Regions from separate parts of the Mus musculus genome. Here region 1 is linked to region 2. A link is a contact called in public Hi-C data. All regions are on one chromosome and are shown on one strand. The core of a region is the stretch at or near the end of the contact, and the rest is flanking DNA. Distances in the headings are between cores, read along the strand shown.

Region 1 (7,070 bases), core at 2,625-5,124, 690 kb before region 2:
AACAAAACACCCATGGAAGGAATTACAGAGACAAAATGTGGAGTAGAGACTGAAGAAATGACCATCCAGAGACTGACTCACCTGGGGATCCATCCCATATACAGTCACCAAACCCAGACACTACTGTGGATGCCAACAAGTGCTTGCTGACAGGAGCTAGATATAGCTGTCTCTTGAGGTTCTGCCAGTGCCTGGAAAATACAGAGGTGGATGCTCATAGTCATCCACTGGACTGAGCATAGGGTCCCCAATGAAGGAGCTAGAGAAAGGACCCAAGGAGCTGAAGGGGTTTGCAGCCCCATAGGAGGAACAACAATATGAATTAGCCAGTACACCCAGAGCTCCCAGGGACAAAAACCACAAACCAAAGAGCACACATGGTAGGACTCATGGCTCCAGTTGCATATGCAGCAGAGGATGGCCTAGTCAGGCATCAATGGGAGGAGAGGCCCTTTGTCCTATTAAAGCTCTATGCTCCAGTGTGGGGGAATGCCAGGGCCAGGAAGTGGAAGTAGGTGGGTTGGTGAGCAGTGGGAGGAGTGGGGAGATAGGAAGAGGGATTTTTTTTTTTTGGAGGGAAAATCAGGAAAGGGGATAATATTTGAAATGTAAATAAGGAAAATATCAACAACAACAACAAAAAAGTAGTGACTCTCAATGCTGTGTTCTAACCCAGAGTGAAAAAGCACTGCTTTTAGGATGATGTCAGCAAATATAGCTCAGGAGGACATGCTGGAGGAAGCAGAGCAAAAATCACATTCCAAATGTGGTCCTTGACAGGAAAGATTTGTCCAAGACCACCATCCAAAATAAACTTCCTTGTTTCACAGTCCTACCTGACAGGAAGGCAGTTGGTGGTTTCTATTGGGAAAAATTAAGAACTTGACTTCTGAGTGTCATTAGGGTATAGCATGACAAACCAGGGTTTGATGTGGTGAATTGAGGATGAAGTTCCCTCTTCCCAGGCAATCATCCAAACACTCTGTTCTTGTTAATAATCCTCTAGCAGGGCCAGAGAAGCGCACACTACAAATGTGCAGATTGATATCAGCATGTGCTGGGAACAGCTCCAAACCGAGCTTTCAGCAGTTTGTAAGGATATATATGAGGCACAAAGCAAAGGATATAGATTGGGTTGACCCTGGAAAAGGGAGGAAACATACTGTTCTTCAAGAGTGTTGTCATTTGATTCTGTTTAGGGACCCTTCAGGCCAACAGGAAGACTTAGAGAATGGGATGATTCAAAATGTGGAAACGAGACAGAGCATCTTGCAAAAACAACAACAACAACAAAAACCTCAGTTATTCTATGGATAAAAGTTATGACACTTTAAAAATGAGAGCATGAGGGAGAGAGATTAACTTCAATCTTCAAGGCTTCCAGCTGGGAAAAAGGCATTGATTCATCCCTTAGATTGCTAATAGCAGGTGCCTTCTGTATTGTATGCCAACACAAGACGTTGTGTAGGTCTTTAATCCTTTCCCATCTGTTCTGTAACAGAGAGTAGGAAGTTGTGAATTCTTCTCAAACTCCAATCTCCTTTAAATTTTGGTACATGGAAGTCTGACCGCAACTGTTGCTTACTTAGTCACCTCTCAAAGACAATGGGATTTTACTTGAATGCAGGTTTTCACTCAGGTATGCAGGGTGTAAATGAAACTCCATCTCTCGTTGTCTCTGCTGGTATAGGTATTTAATGAGGACTCAGGGCGGAAATAATTCTGTAGTACTAGTCTGTGCAGGTATTTTTGGGAAAAGAAGGCTCAGGCAGTTAGCATGGGATGACAAAGAGTTCAATACACCCACCAAAACATATTTGCTATAGCCTTTCTCAGGCCTGGCAGTCATGAATCTGAGATTCTCCATCTGTTTTGGAACTTGGGTTGAAGCTCTTAGCTTAAAAAAATCTATATGATTAAAATGTACCCTGGCAGCTTACACTCCCCATAACTAATTGTAAGGATCACTGTCTACTTACTAAGAAAGGCTGACAAAGGTGATTACAAGAGTGTGAATAGCAGAGGCTCATGGAGCCAGGGCACCTCCCTGCCTGTGATTTGCCTGTAGAGATAAATGGATAATGGATCCGGAGTCATCTTGCTTGTCTTCCTTCACTATCGTGTTCTTGTAGAATAACACTGGCATTTCCAGCCTCGAAATGCTACTGTGAATATGTTATGAGTAAATTCTGTAAGTACTGTACAGATGTTAGGTTCTTTTAAATTACTAGCACAAAACCCATAAAATAAAAGGACTTATGTGACAACACACACACACATCTCGCACAACAGTGTTTGCTGTGTTGGAAAGTTACTGAGTACTGATGGTCTGGCATTGTACTCCAGCTGTATCTTAGGAAAATAGGGGAGAAATGTATGGGATACATGCAGCTCACATGGAGAAATGATTGTTTTAGTCTCCTGAGAGCCACATAAAACATATCATAACTGAATGATATAAAACAAAAAGTGTTTACTATCTCAGTGCTCAGGAGGCTAGAAGTCTGAAATCAATAAGCTGTCAGAGCCAAGCTGTCTCTGAGGGTTCTAGAAGATTTTGATTTTTTTTGATGTCCCTGAGAGAGGCCAGTTACTGGTAATCCTTGCTTTGTAGGGTCATACCTTGAACCCTTGTGTTCATTGTTGTCAAATGGCCCTATCTCTGTGAGTCTCTGTTCCTTTTTTCTCACTGCTTAAGTCTTCCAATTATTGCACTAGGGCCCATCTTAAAAGTGTATGCCATCATTTTAACTTGATAAATCTCAAATGACAGTTTCCAACTAAGGGGATACTCAGGTACTGAAGTTTAAGATTTGAATGGGTTTGGATGGTAAGTGAATAATTCAACCCACATTGTCATGAGGACAAAATTCAGAAGAGGGAGGCACAATATATCTTAGAGGAGAAGAATCTTATCAGGAAGACAGAACTGTGGAGAACGAGAAGAGAATGCCAGAATGGAACTGTAGTCAACGAACAAGTACCAGGCAAGAGGCTGGTAGCATTACTTTTGCACTTTAGTGTTCTTTTAAGTTTATAATAAAATTACATTATTTCCTTCGTTCCTCCCCTCCTACCAAACTTTTCCATATACCTTCCTGTCCTCTATTTCAAATTTTTATCCTCTATATATTCCTAAATGCATAAATACAACCATCTCCATATGTGTAATGTTACTTGTATGTTGTATATATGTATATGCTTGTATTTGTTATGTTACTTCTGGGCTGACCATTGGCATGTCGATTGGCATTATCCTTGTTCTGATCACATTTGGCAGTTATTTTGATAAAACTTTATGGGTGTAGTTTCTGACATTATCTGGCAGTATGATAAAGAAGAAAAACACATCTCTGAACTAGAAACACCTTGTATGGTATGGAAAACAATGTTCCACAGAGCTACCAACATATTAAGTAGCCTGTGCCCATGTGATCTGTCATATACCCAATGTTGGTTCTCTTTGGTTGTGGATTGCATCTGTACTGTCTATTCTATTTACTGTTCAGAACCTCATGTAATTTTTCATAAAACAGTAGTATTAATTAGCAGTATATACTCAAACAATATTATTGAAGAATAAGTGAATATCTGCCCTTATGGATGAAAGAAAAGAGGCCAGTGATTAGTAATATTGCTGATATAAACCTTGGGCCACACTGGCACCAAGGTCCCTGTTCTCTGGATAGCACCATTTGCTTGTTAGAACTTCCTTAATATTTTATCCTTGACTGTTTTAGCGATTGTTGTCTTTTTCCCATTCCCTTCTCTTTTTGTTTAAAGGTCAGATTACACTCAGAAGTTCCTCTCCTCTTGCCATCCTAAGACCATGAGGCAAGGTCGTTCATCGGGCATGCCATTTGACAGAGCAGGGGCTTGATCTGGCTCCATTCCCTCAAATGACATGCTCACTTTCTCCCACAGATGTTAGGCACAGCCTAGAGGACACAGTGACATTTGGCATGTGCAAAAGGCCATTGTAATTCCTCAGTCACAAGCACTGCCATTCATCCTGTAATATCCATTTAAAATAGTGCCATATCATGACCTCTGTTCAGGGAGATAAACAGTATTTAGGAGGGTAGGTTTGGCCTCAGGCTTTCCTTACTGAGTGAAGAAATAAAATGGAATTTAGGTTTCATTAGACTTGCAGAGTGTAAAGGAAACTTAGTGTATCTGATTTTATCCTTTAAAAATATCGCTTCAAGTAGCATTGCCCTTTATCACTGCATACACACACACACACACACACACACACACACACACACACACACACACACACAGAGAGAGAGAGAGAGAGAGAGAGAGAGAGAGAGAGAGAGAGAGAGAGAGACATAGACAGACAGAGAAAGAAAGAGAGAGACAGAGAGAAATATTCATCTTTCGGTAAGACTTAAACTATAGATGTAATTGCACATGAAACATTGACTCAGCTCCTTGGAAGACAAGGAAAAACTTTTATTTAATCAGAGTAGCTTCCACAAGAAGATAAATTTAACACCTAGCATATTGGTGGGCAAGTACTGGCACAGATAAAATAGATTATTTATTATAAATACTTGTGTTTATGTCTTGTTTGGCCAAGTACTATGATCTTAATTGTGCCTTATTTTCATGCTTTAGCGGTCATGCTGATTGTAAATGAGAAAAGCTTATATTAAGCTATTCTTACTGATTTTATATAACTTTGTCATCTCTTCCTTGTTATCAAGCATGGCTAGAATAACTGTTCTAAAATTTTGGACTGATTAATGACTGCAGTAAATGGTCATAATCTGGTTTTACAGTAGATGGTCAAATAAATATAATTATTTAGACAAAGCCTTATGAAGCCACACTTCCTTTCCTGAAAATGACTGGAATTTGCCATCTCTTGTAGCTCCATTCATCTGGTAATACCATCTGAGAAAAAAAAAAAAACAAAAAACAAAAATAAAAACAAAACAGACACCACCAAGGGAATTTGATTGGCAACAAAGAAAGGCTGAGACCTCATCTTTCACTGCCACAAGAGCATGTGCGTTGTGACATTATGTTAATACAATTTAAAGACACAAACCCAACATTTGTTCAGGTGTGAGATAGGAAATCATTGCTTGGGTTTTAGCCAACTGACAAAAGGCAAATTCTGTAAGAAGAAAAAAAAAAATCTTTCAAATACAAATGCTGGATGTCAGTCCCTTTAACACCAGATGAGAGTGGTCCAGAAAGGCTTGTAATAACCAGTGACAGATCACCCAGAAGCTGGAGTTCAGTCTTCATGCTAGGATCTGTGAGGAGTCACCCACTCATTGTGAGAACGCGAATGACATGCTCAGATCTGTTTCTTAAAAATGTCATTCTAACAACACTGGAGGGGATGTGCAAGGGGACACTGGAGATGGGAGTGCTGATCGACAGAAAACAAAAAGCCAAACAAGGCCCCAAATATATTAAAGAATTGAAATGTGCAGGATTTTCACACTGTTCAAAGATGGAGGTTGGTAATTGAAAAAGCAAAAAACAAAAATCAGAGCCTTTGGGTGATTTCAGGCATTTAACGGGGCAGCTAAGTGAATAAATTTAGCCTTTTATACAAAGGTATAGAATTTGAACTAGGAAGATATCTCTGTCTGGTAACTGATTTCAATCCCAAGAACTCATAGAAAAAAACAAGACATCATGGCTCATGGTTATTACCCCAGTTCCAGGCAGATACAAACAAGGTGCATCCCTGAGGCTTGTTACCCAGCAAGCCTGTCCAATTGGCTTCATGCCAGTGAGAGACCTGTCTCAAACAAAAATTAACAGGCAGACTCTCCAATGACACAAGTGGTTGTCATCTGGTTCCACATGTATCTGGACACAACACACACACACACACACACACACACACACACACACACACACACACACAGAGAGAGAGAGAGAGAGAGAGAGAGAGAGAGAGAGAGAGAGAGAGAGAGAGAGAGAGTGTGTGTTAAATGAGGAGAGGATCCTATTCACAGGAGTTGGATCAGAAAACTAAGTCTGTCCTATGTGTCATGGATTGAAGGCAAAAATATGTAGCTGTCAAGAAAATTCTAATAGTCTTGATTCAGATTGGGGTGAGACTCAAGGCTGCTAGAAACTAGGAAAAATCTAAATTAGGACTCTTACCTGTGGCAAAGAAGAGGGTCTGTGAAGGTGGACGAGCAAACATGGCTAGAAAAGTCACAGATAATGAATAATATAGTATGCTAGGTATAAACTTTAAAAGAGATTACTTAAGAAAGAAGGGGTTGGCAGTTGTAAATGCTGAAGAGACAACAAATAAGATATAAAAAGAAGTAATTTGCTTCTTCTTTGGTGTTCTCAATCTTAGTTCAGGGCAATTCCATTTACAGGACCTCCTGAACTAACGCCTTCTTCAAGTTCTTTATTCCAATCACATCCATTATATAAGCAATTAGAACATCTTGTTTCTCCTATCTGCAATTGATACCCAGAACTCATCTATGTTCTACCAGCTTTCACTCTATGATCCCTTGCATACTCCAGCATGTCTCCTGGACCACTGTGGTCATCAACTAGATGGCTTGCAGCACCCATTCTGACTCTGCTGTAGTCTGTACTTTATTGGGCAGTCATAGCAATCCTTGAAAAGGTGAAGCTTAGCATATTATACCATTTCCTGAAACACCAAGAGCTTTGTACCATTCTTAGAATCAATTTAACAATTCTTCCTGCAAATATTGGCATTGTAAACTTCTCCAGCCCTAGTGATCCCTCAAACTCCTTTTCTATCATTATTATCCTTGATGTCTCTATTCCATCCACCTATCTGCTCTCTTTAATACCCTACTCACCTTCCTGCACCAAGCTTTGAGCTTATATTTCTTTATGCACTGCTCCTCATAGCTTTATTCCCATATTTTGTTTAGTCCTTGCTTATTTCCCAAGTCATTACAGAGATCTTACCTAACTGCTCTGAAGGAGAGAAAAGAATCTTCTCCACGTTAATTCTCTAGGTTCATATTTTGTTTTATTGTCCTCTATTACACTAACTTTATGTATATAACTATATGCAAACTCTCATGCTACCAGTATAT
Region 2 (7,143 bases), core at 1,562-4,061:
GGTGTGTTGCCAGCCTCTTTTAGGAATATGAAATATTACATGAAGTTATAAAACAGGGGACAGATAGAACCTGGAAGAGGGACTTTTGTGAAATTCATCCTAATATATTTTCTGTCCCTCCCCTCCCCCCAAGGCACATGAAGCCTCTTTAGATAAAACATAAATTGGAAAGAAAAAAAATGAGCAGGCATAATTATCAGTAAAAGTTGCTTTCCCATAGTGACTCAGAACATATACACGTATTGATGGCATATAACTGTGCCACTGCCCCACACTGCCCCAGCTGCTGTTGCCTCTGCTACTGTCTGTTGTATTTCATTTCATTTTTGGACTGTAGGTCATGAACTATTAACTTGATTTTACAACCCAATAACCAGGCCATGCCCCACAGTTGGAACTCACTAGGCATGAAGAACTTAGAAAAAGTTTTTCCACTCTTAAACTTCAGTGGCTGGTGATTCTCTAGCTTCTGGACAAATGATTCTTAATCTGAGGGGCAATGATGTGTAGTACCATAAGGGTGGGATGCCTTCAAGATGAGCCAAAAGGAGGCTCTGGGTCAGCAGGGACCACAAGAACCCAGGGATCCTGAGTAAGTCAGTGGATCATGCTTGCCAGCAGGGTTTGCTCTGGAGTCATGCTACCTAGGCAGAAATGTTCATTGTACCAGTATAGCTCAGGTTATATGGGTTCACTAGTTAATTTGTCTAAGTGTCAATAAGTATGCCCTTTGAAATTAAGGTCTAATCATTGGTATTCATCCTCCAAGGTCATTAGTGGCAAGAAATAAAAAGTATATCGTGAGCTTAAAGCTAGAAACACAGGAAGGCTCCGTAGTGATGATACAGGGGAAGATAGGTTTTGGGGGTTTTTGGGTTTTTTGGGTTTTCTGGTTTTTGGTTTTTGATTTTTTTTTTGTTTTGTTTTGATTTGATTTGATTTGTTGTTTTTTACTGCTTCAAGGTAGCAAGTTTTCTCTTCAGCAAAAGATATCTGTCATGTTCTTCCTTCTATCCTCTACATTTAGTTGCCTAGCAATCTATGTATTCATTTGGAAGTCAAGTACCTTGTAGGGCAGGCTGATCCTAAACTTACCACTCGGTCAAAGATGACAATGAACTCTTGACCCTCCTTCCTCCCCCTCCCAGAGGCTGAGATTGAAGGCCTGTACCACCACATCATCTCACATTCCATTTGAATAGAGACATGAAAGTTACATTACTGTGCGTCCTTCCCCACTCTGTTGTCTTTACTCCCTCACATCCTGAGCCTCACGGTTGTGAAGAGTAGCAAACTCTATCTGGAGAAGCTGCTATGAAACAATGAAGTTTAAAAAAGAAAAGTGTAAGACATAATAAGGGATGAGCAAGGAAGAGTGGCAGGGGGACAGTAAGAAGTGCCCTAATATTATCTAATCAGTGCAGAATCAAGAGTGTTGGGCAAAGCCAAAACTGCATATTCCAGGAATTATTGAAGAACAATTCTAAGTGGTATATGAAATATCAATCACTGTTAGATCATCTGACAGTTACTTTAGCTGTGCAGTGTGGCTATAAAATTCAGGCCCTTGCTTAAAAGTTCTGGCAAGACTGGGTGTGTTCATTACTCTTTAGCATACCTGTGCAGGTGTGCATGTATATGCCTATGTGGGTGTGGATGTGACTGTGTGTACATGAGTATATGAGTGTGTATTTATGTGTGAACAACTCTGTGTGTACCTGTGTGTGTGCAAGTGTGTGTGTGTGTGTGTGTGTGTGTGCGCGCTGAATATGTTGGGCTAAAGAAGTTAGTTCTGATCTGTGTGCCACACAATATATCAAGGTGAGGGGACAATTAGGACAAGTCCCTACACTCCAGGGACCTAGAACAAATCTGTGTGTGTGTCTGTCTGTCTGTCTGTCTTTCCAGCTCCCTTCCTTGTTTACTGAGCTCTTACTATGGAACAGGCACTGAGTATGCACATCATTTCACTGGTTCCTAATCCACATTGTAGCAACTACTCAAAGGCTCTTATTCCTATTTCTAAGTCTACCAGATGTTAAAAGGCAGAGTACAACTTAAGTCTCTGTTAAAAGAATCTCCCAGTTCTACTTCCACAGGCTAATAGCGGTTGATAGTAAAACCATCTAACAAGACACGGATGTCAGCCACATAGCTGCTGCTGTATGAATAGGGTAGGAGCCACACCTGAGTTTGGATTCTTGCTCAACATGTAGTGACTCTCTGTGTGTGTGTGTGTGTGTGTGTGTGTGTGTGAGAGAGAGAGAGAGAGAGAGAGAGAGAGACAGAGAGAGAGACAGAGAGAGAGACAGACAGACAGACAGACAGACAATCAGAAAGGCTGATGATATAATGGTATATTTGGGAAACTATTTAAGAACACATAGAGGCCTACAACCCTGAAAGGACATCTGTTTCAATCCCCTTACTTTATAGTTGAGAATATCAACACTATGTAAGAACAAGGGCACAAGAACTCCCTGCCTGAACTCCTCAGGGAGAGATTGACACCAGTAGGACCCCTGGTTTCTGATACCCACTTAGCTCCTTGCTTTTTCTGAGATTTCATTCCATGTCACAGGCAGGCTTTCGACTGCCCTTCCTCAAATCAAAGGAAATATCTGTTCCCCACCAAGCAGATTCTTGTGAAAGAAATCTTGTGAAAGCACCTCTCATCTGTTTTCCCTCTATCTGTGCATTGATGGAGGTCAAGTGAAGGTCAGGGAATGCCCCGATGACTGGACTTCTGGGTCTCCACACCCAAGAATGCAGCCAAGCTTCAAATAAATCAGACTGCGAGCAAGAATTCAGACGGGCTCCCCCAAGTTCCAGGCTTCCTTTTCCTGGTAGAAGTCATCAGCTGTCTTGTTGCTAGGAGACCAGTGGAGGTGGAAAGTAAAATAGCCATAGTTTTCTAACTTATCTGAAAATGCAGTTTGTCTTTGCTCCCTTGGGGGTTCAGCTTCCTTAAGAGCAGGCTATCACAGCCAGGCAGAGAGAGACCTTTCTTCCTTCCTTCCTCTCTTTCTTTCTTTCTTTCTTTCTTTCTTTCTTTCTTTCTTTCTTTCTTTCTTTCTTTCATGAAATGGATAGAGCTTTTCCTGGGCATAGAGTGTCATACAGCAGAGACCAGGGAGCTGCCAATTACTGATGCAATGTTTGGGAAAGAGTTGCTGAGCACACATGACTCAACAAAATATGACAATTTGCGTCCCTATCTCTTGGAAAGTTGTACTTATCAGAACCAATAAGAGCGGTGCGGTCAGTAAGCACACGGAGCTGTATTTATCATGAGGGAATTGAGTAGGAATTAAAGCCCCGAGGATTGTGAGTGGAGGAGATGATTTGAGTCACTATCTGTCCGGGACTTTCCTTTTCGGTGGCATTCCAATAGCACAGACCTCACCCTGGCAAACCATAGCATTGCTCAATATTAAAAACATTTGCCTGGAATGCAGGACATGTGAACTCAGACACCCCCTACAGCTTCACAGTGTGATCCCAGCATGCTGCATTCACTGTAAACACCACGGCTTTCAGGAGAACAAGGACAGTGCCCAGAGGTGACACAAACCACAGGCAGAGAGTGTGGCAACAAGAACCTTCCCAGCCTTCGCACAGCACTTAACACCACCCCACTGATGACCCTGGCAGAGATGGAAAGGGATCCCATGGGAGGAAACCAGTGCATTCTTTTACCCTTAGAAGAAAGTAAGAATGGAAACTGATTTCCTCTTTCTCTGGTGGTGTGCTTGGTTGTCTGAAGCAGAAAAGTATAACTGAAAGGAAGGAAGCAAGGAAGCAAGGAAGCAAGGAAGCAAGGAAGGAAGGAAGGAAGGAAGGGAGGAAGAGAGAGAGAGAGAGAGAGAGAGAGAGAGAGAGAGAGAGAGAGAGAGAGAGAAGAAAAGAAAAGAAAAGAAAAGAAAAGAAAAGAAAAGAAAAGAAAAGAAAAGAAAAGAAAAGAAAAGAAACGAAAAGAAAAGAAAAGAGAAAAGAGAAGGAAGGGAAGAAGGGAGAAAACAAGGAAGGAGGGAGAGAGGGAAGTAAGGGGCCACACAATTTACTCCCAACAAACGTTAGGAGAGTAAATAATGAGGTCATCAAACTCCCCATCCTTTTCTTGTCTAGGGATCCTCCCAGTTCAGCTGAGACAAAGTAGCAACCCTTGTTAAACTTGCTAAACTGTGAGTGAGAATATAACTCTGCATACTCTAAAGCCTATTTAATCTGTGCAGTGTCTGCCAGAGCTCAGGGGTTTGCCAGTGCAGGGCTAAAGGCAGACACAACATTTCTGACTGACTACAGCAGGTCACTGCCCACCCTGCCCCCACCACCACTTTCAAAGTCAGAAGAGAAACTCTCCTCACACACTGCTGACTGCTCAGGCCAGCTGTCAAAGACGATGTCCACTCTTTCACACAGGACAGCAATTAGCCAAAATCATCCCAAATTGCTGCCACTGAAAATCTCTAATTGCCCATCGGGGTTTGTGGTTTTGTCTACAAAGAGAGTCATACAGAAGGGGCAACTAAAGGGCTGTGCAATGAGGGTTTCTAGGCAAGCTTAAGCATGCGTCTTCCGAAGCAGAGGGTCAAGCTCAGGAAGACGAAAGACATAGAATGTAAAGGTGACCTTTATAGTCTCAAACTCTGGAGGAAGTAGAGAAGCATGAGGTCAGAAGACAGGCTCATAATCCCACTGACATTGGCAGATCCCAGCACAGTGTTGGTTGTAGACTATGTGACATAGTCACTATATTTAAGGAAGAATCAAAATGTGGCGTCAACAGAAGAAGTGTCACTTCTGGAGTTCACTCATACCCATCATATATGACCTTGGGTAAGTCAAGGCTTCCTCCTGGGACGATCTTGTCCTTCTTCTTAGATTTTCCATGTTGGGTTCCTCCCGTGTGAAATGCCTCTCCAGCATTTCCTAGGAAACTGTTATCCCCACTATTCTGCTTTGCTCCTGGTGATGGGATCACCAAAGAAACTCAGAGGAGGATGGTAGTATTCCAGCTTTCACTTCTAGGCCAGTGAACCAGTCAAGGCAGCAGGAACTTCTAAGCAGCTAGTCAAGGGCAGGAAGGGAATGAATACATGTATGATTGGTCAACTCAACTTCTCCGCTGCTAAACAGGCCTGGAACTAAAGCCAAGAAACGGTGCCATCTGCATGATTAGGCCCTAGGTTAATGTTGAGAGTCCTTCTTGATCACTCTCCACCTTATCTTTTGAGACAGAGTCTCTCAGTTGAGCCCATATCTGCCCTATGTGTGCTTACATGGATGTACTAAAATCTGTTCACCCAACTGTAGTATCTTGAAGCTCAGAAAACAAAGTTCAGGCTGCAGGGAAAGTTCAGGCTTGTAAACTGCTTGCCACGTGAATTCAAAGAGCTGAGTTCAAATCCCCAGAACCCAAGTAAAAAGCTGAGTGTTTGAACGTGTATATGTAATCTCAGTGCTACTATGACAAGATAGGCAATGGAAATCCAAGAAAGTCAAGACTCTCATGGGCCAGTGAGGCTGCCATACTTAGCCCAAAGGGAAATTAAGTAAGATGTTACAAGGTTGTCCTCCGACTTCTACATGTGCATTACAGCAAGTGTGCAATAGACACACCCATGCCTCATACAAAGAAAGATGGAAAGAAGGAGAAGGGAGGAAGTGGGGAATGAGGAAGAGGGAGGGGGAGGAGAAGAAAATGAAACTCAAAGAATGTATTAAGCCACAAGTGAAAAAGCAAAGATGAGACCCCAGATCTACCAGATCTGCCAGCTCTTATATCTGTTCTCTGCTTTCTGTCCTCACATCACCATCCCCTGTCTTCTAGCTTCCCCTAGGATCCCAGGATGATGGTATTCTCCCTGGACTAGCCTTTCTGCTTACCCACTATCTCATTAGCACCAGCACCTCTATCCAGATGAGGAGCAAGAGACAAATGCTAAGTCCATGCCTGAGCCTCTACAGTGTTAAATAGATGTGACTGGTAGCTCCTCACTACCATATCATGAAGCTTATTCTTGTACTTCCTCATAATCAATGGTATGATTTGAATGTTCTTCCACCTGCTATCTCAATAATTAGTTCACTCAAAAAAAAAAAAGAGCTAACAAATATAAAACAAAAAACAACTAGAGGATAGAAGACACGTGCTAGTATGAAAATTCTGGGGTTTTAGTGAAACTGTGCCCAGAATGAGTCAGCAGGGAGATGTAGATGACAGGAGAGACTCTGTGTCAGCCATCATCAATGAACTAGTGCACCAAGAATGGTAAAAGCTATTGGAGGTCCAGAGAAATATCTTTGACTCTCTGCCTCTTCACTTACAGAGTGCAGACAATGATAGAGAAGATGTATACAGACTGCTCAGAGGAGTACCATGCATACAGCTAGCATCCCCAACACAAAGCCAGTCATCACTCTCCCAAGAAGATAAAGGAGCAAACACCATCATGGTTCTTGTGTTACAAATAATGAAACTCAGGTGTCAAAAGACAGACACAAGCCAGACCAGTTTGATTCTGAAGTCCATTTCCATAACCACTAAGTTATACTTCCTCCCCTTATAGAGAATTTAGAACAAGAAAAGCCCCCATATTCTCATGACCCCAAGATAAACACTTTTACCCTTCTTCACACTTTCAGATTTTCTTCCATATATAAATGAAGACTGTGACATTCCGATCTGCCCCCTGCTCTTTACATCTGTCATTCTTCCCTTGTTCTCTGTTTGGGATTCAGTTCCACAGCCATCCTGATATCATTTGCTCATGTGAACATGGTGTGATCTAAAGGTTGGACATATTACATTTCCCACAGTTGTAACTGGCAACACACCGAACATCCTTATTCTTGAATCTTTGGCCTCAGCTATGGTTGGTTAAGGAAATGAAGGGTTGCCACTGATCCTAAGCTCTCATCTGGTGGAGACTGAGACTTTAGTCTTTGTGCTTGAAAAAAGTGCAGAGATCGCATGTCATCCTGCCTGGAGAAATAAGAGGCCAGAACCTGGAATGTAGTTGTATTGGTATGCTCACATGATAACTGCCATGGAATGGGGGCTAGATTGTCTCTAAAGGTCTTATTTTAGAGTAGCAGTTCACAACCTGTGGGCTAAGACTTCTTTGTGGCCACATATCA

The links. Hi-C and Micro-C count contacts between places; a contact is called where the count stands out from the background.
Region 1: a contact with region 2 is called in a Hi-C map of muscle stem cells, with 2.9 times the contacts expected there. The contact joins two enhancer-like sites. A contact is called at or near these places in 1 of 15 datasets of contacts at CTCF or cohesin (the NIH/3T3 cell line), 1 of 484 Hi-C or Micro-C datasets (muscle stem cells) and 1 of 115 datasets of contacts at active chromatin or transcription factors (cardiomyocytes).

The regions. Positions count from the first base shown.
Region 1 is chr15:63,015,000-63,022,069 of GRCm38.p6, reverse strand. No RefSeq gene overlaps it. Among named protein-coding and RNA genes, the nearest start is that of Gm41334, 52 kb to the left of the region's middle. Within about 2 kb of position 3,874, at least 2 of the 459 cell types and tissues checked have an H3K27ac peak or open chromatin away from gene starts, as enhancers often do. A contact at or near this core is called in muscle stem cells, where this site is marked.
Region 2 is chr15:62,324,834-62,331,976 of GRCm38.p6, reverse strand. No RefSeq gene overlaps it. Among named protein-coding and RNA genes, the nearest start is that of Pvt1, 290 kb to the right of the region's middle. Within about 2 kb of position 2,811, at least 149 of the 459 cell types and tissues checked have an H3K27ac peak or open chromatin away from gene starts, as enhancers often do. A contact at or near this core is called in muscle stem cells, where this site is marked.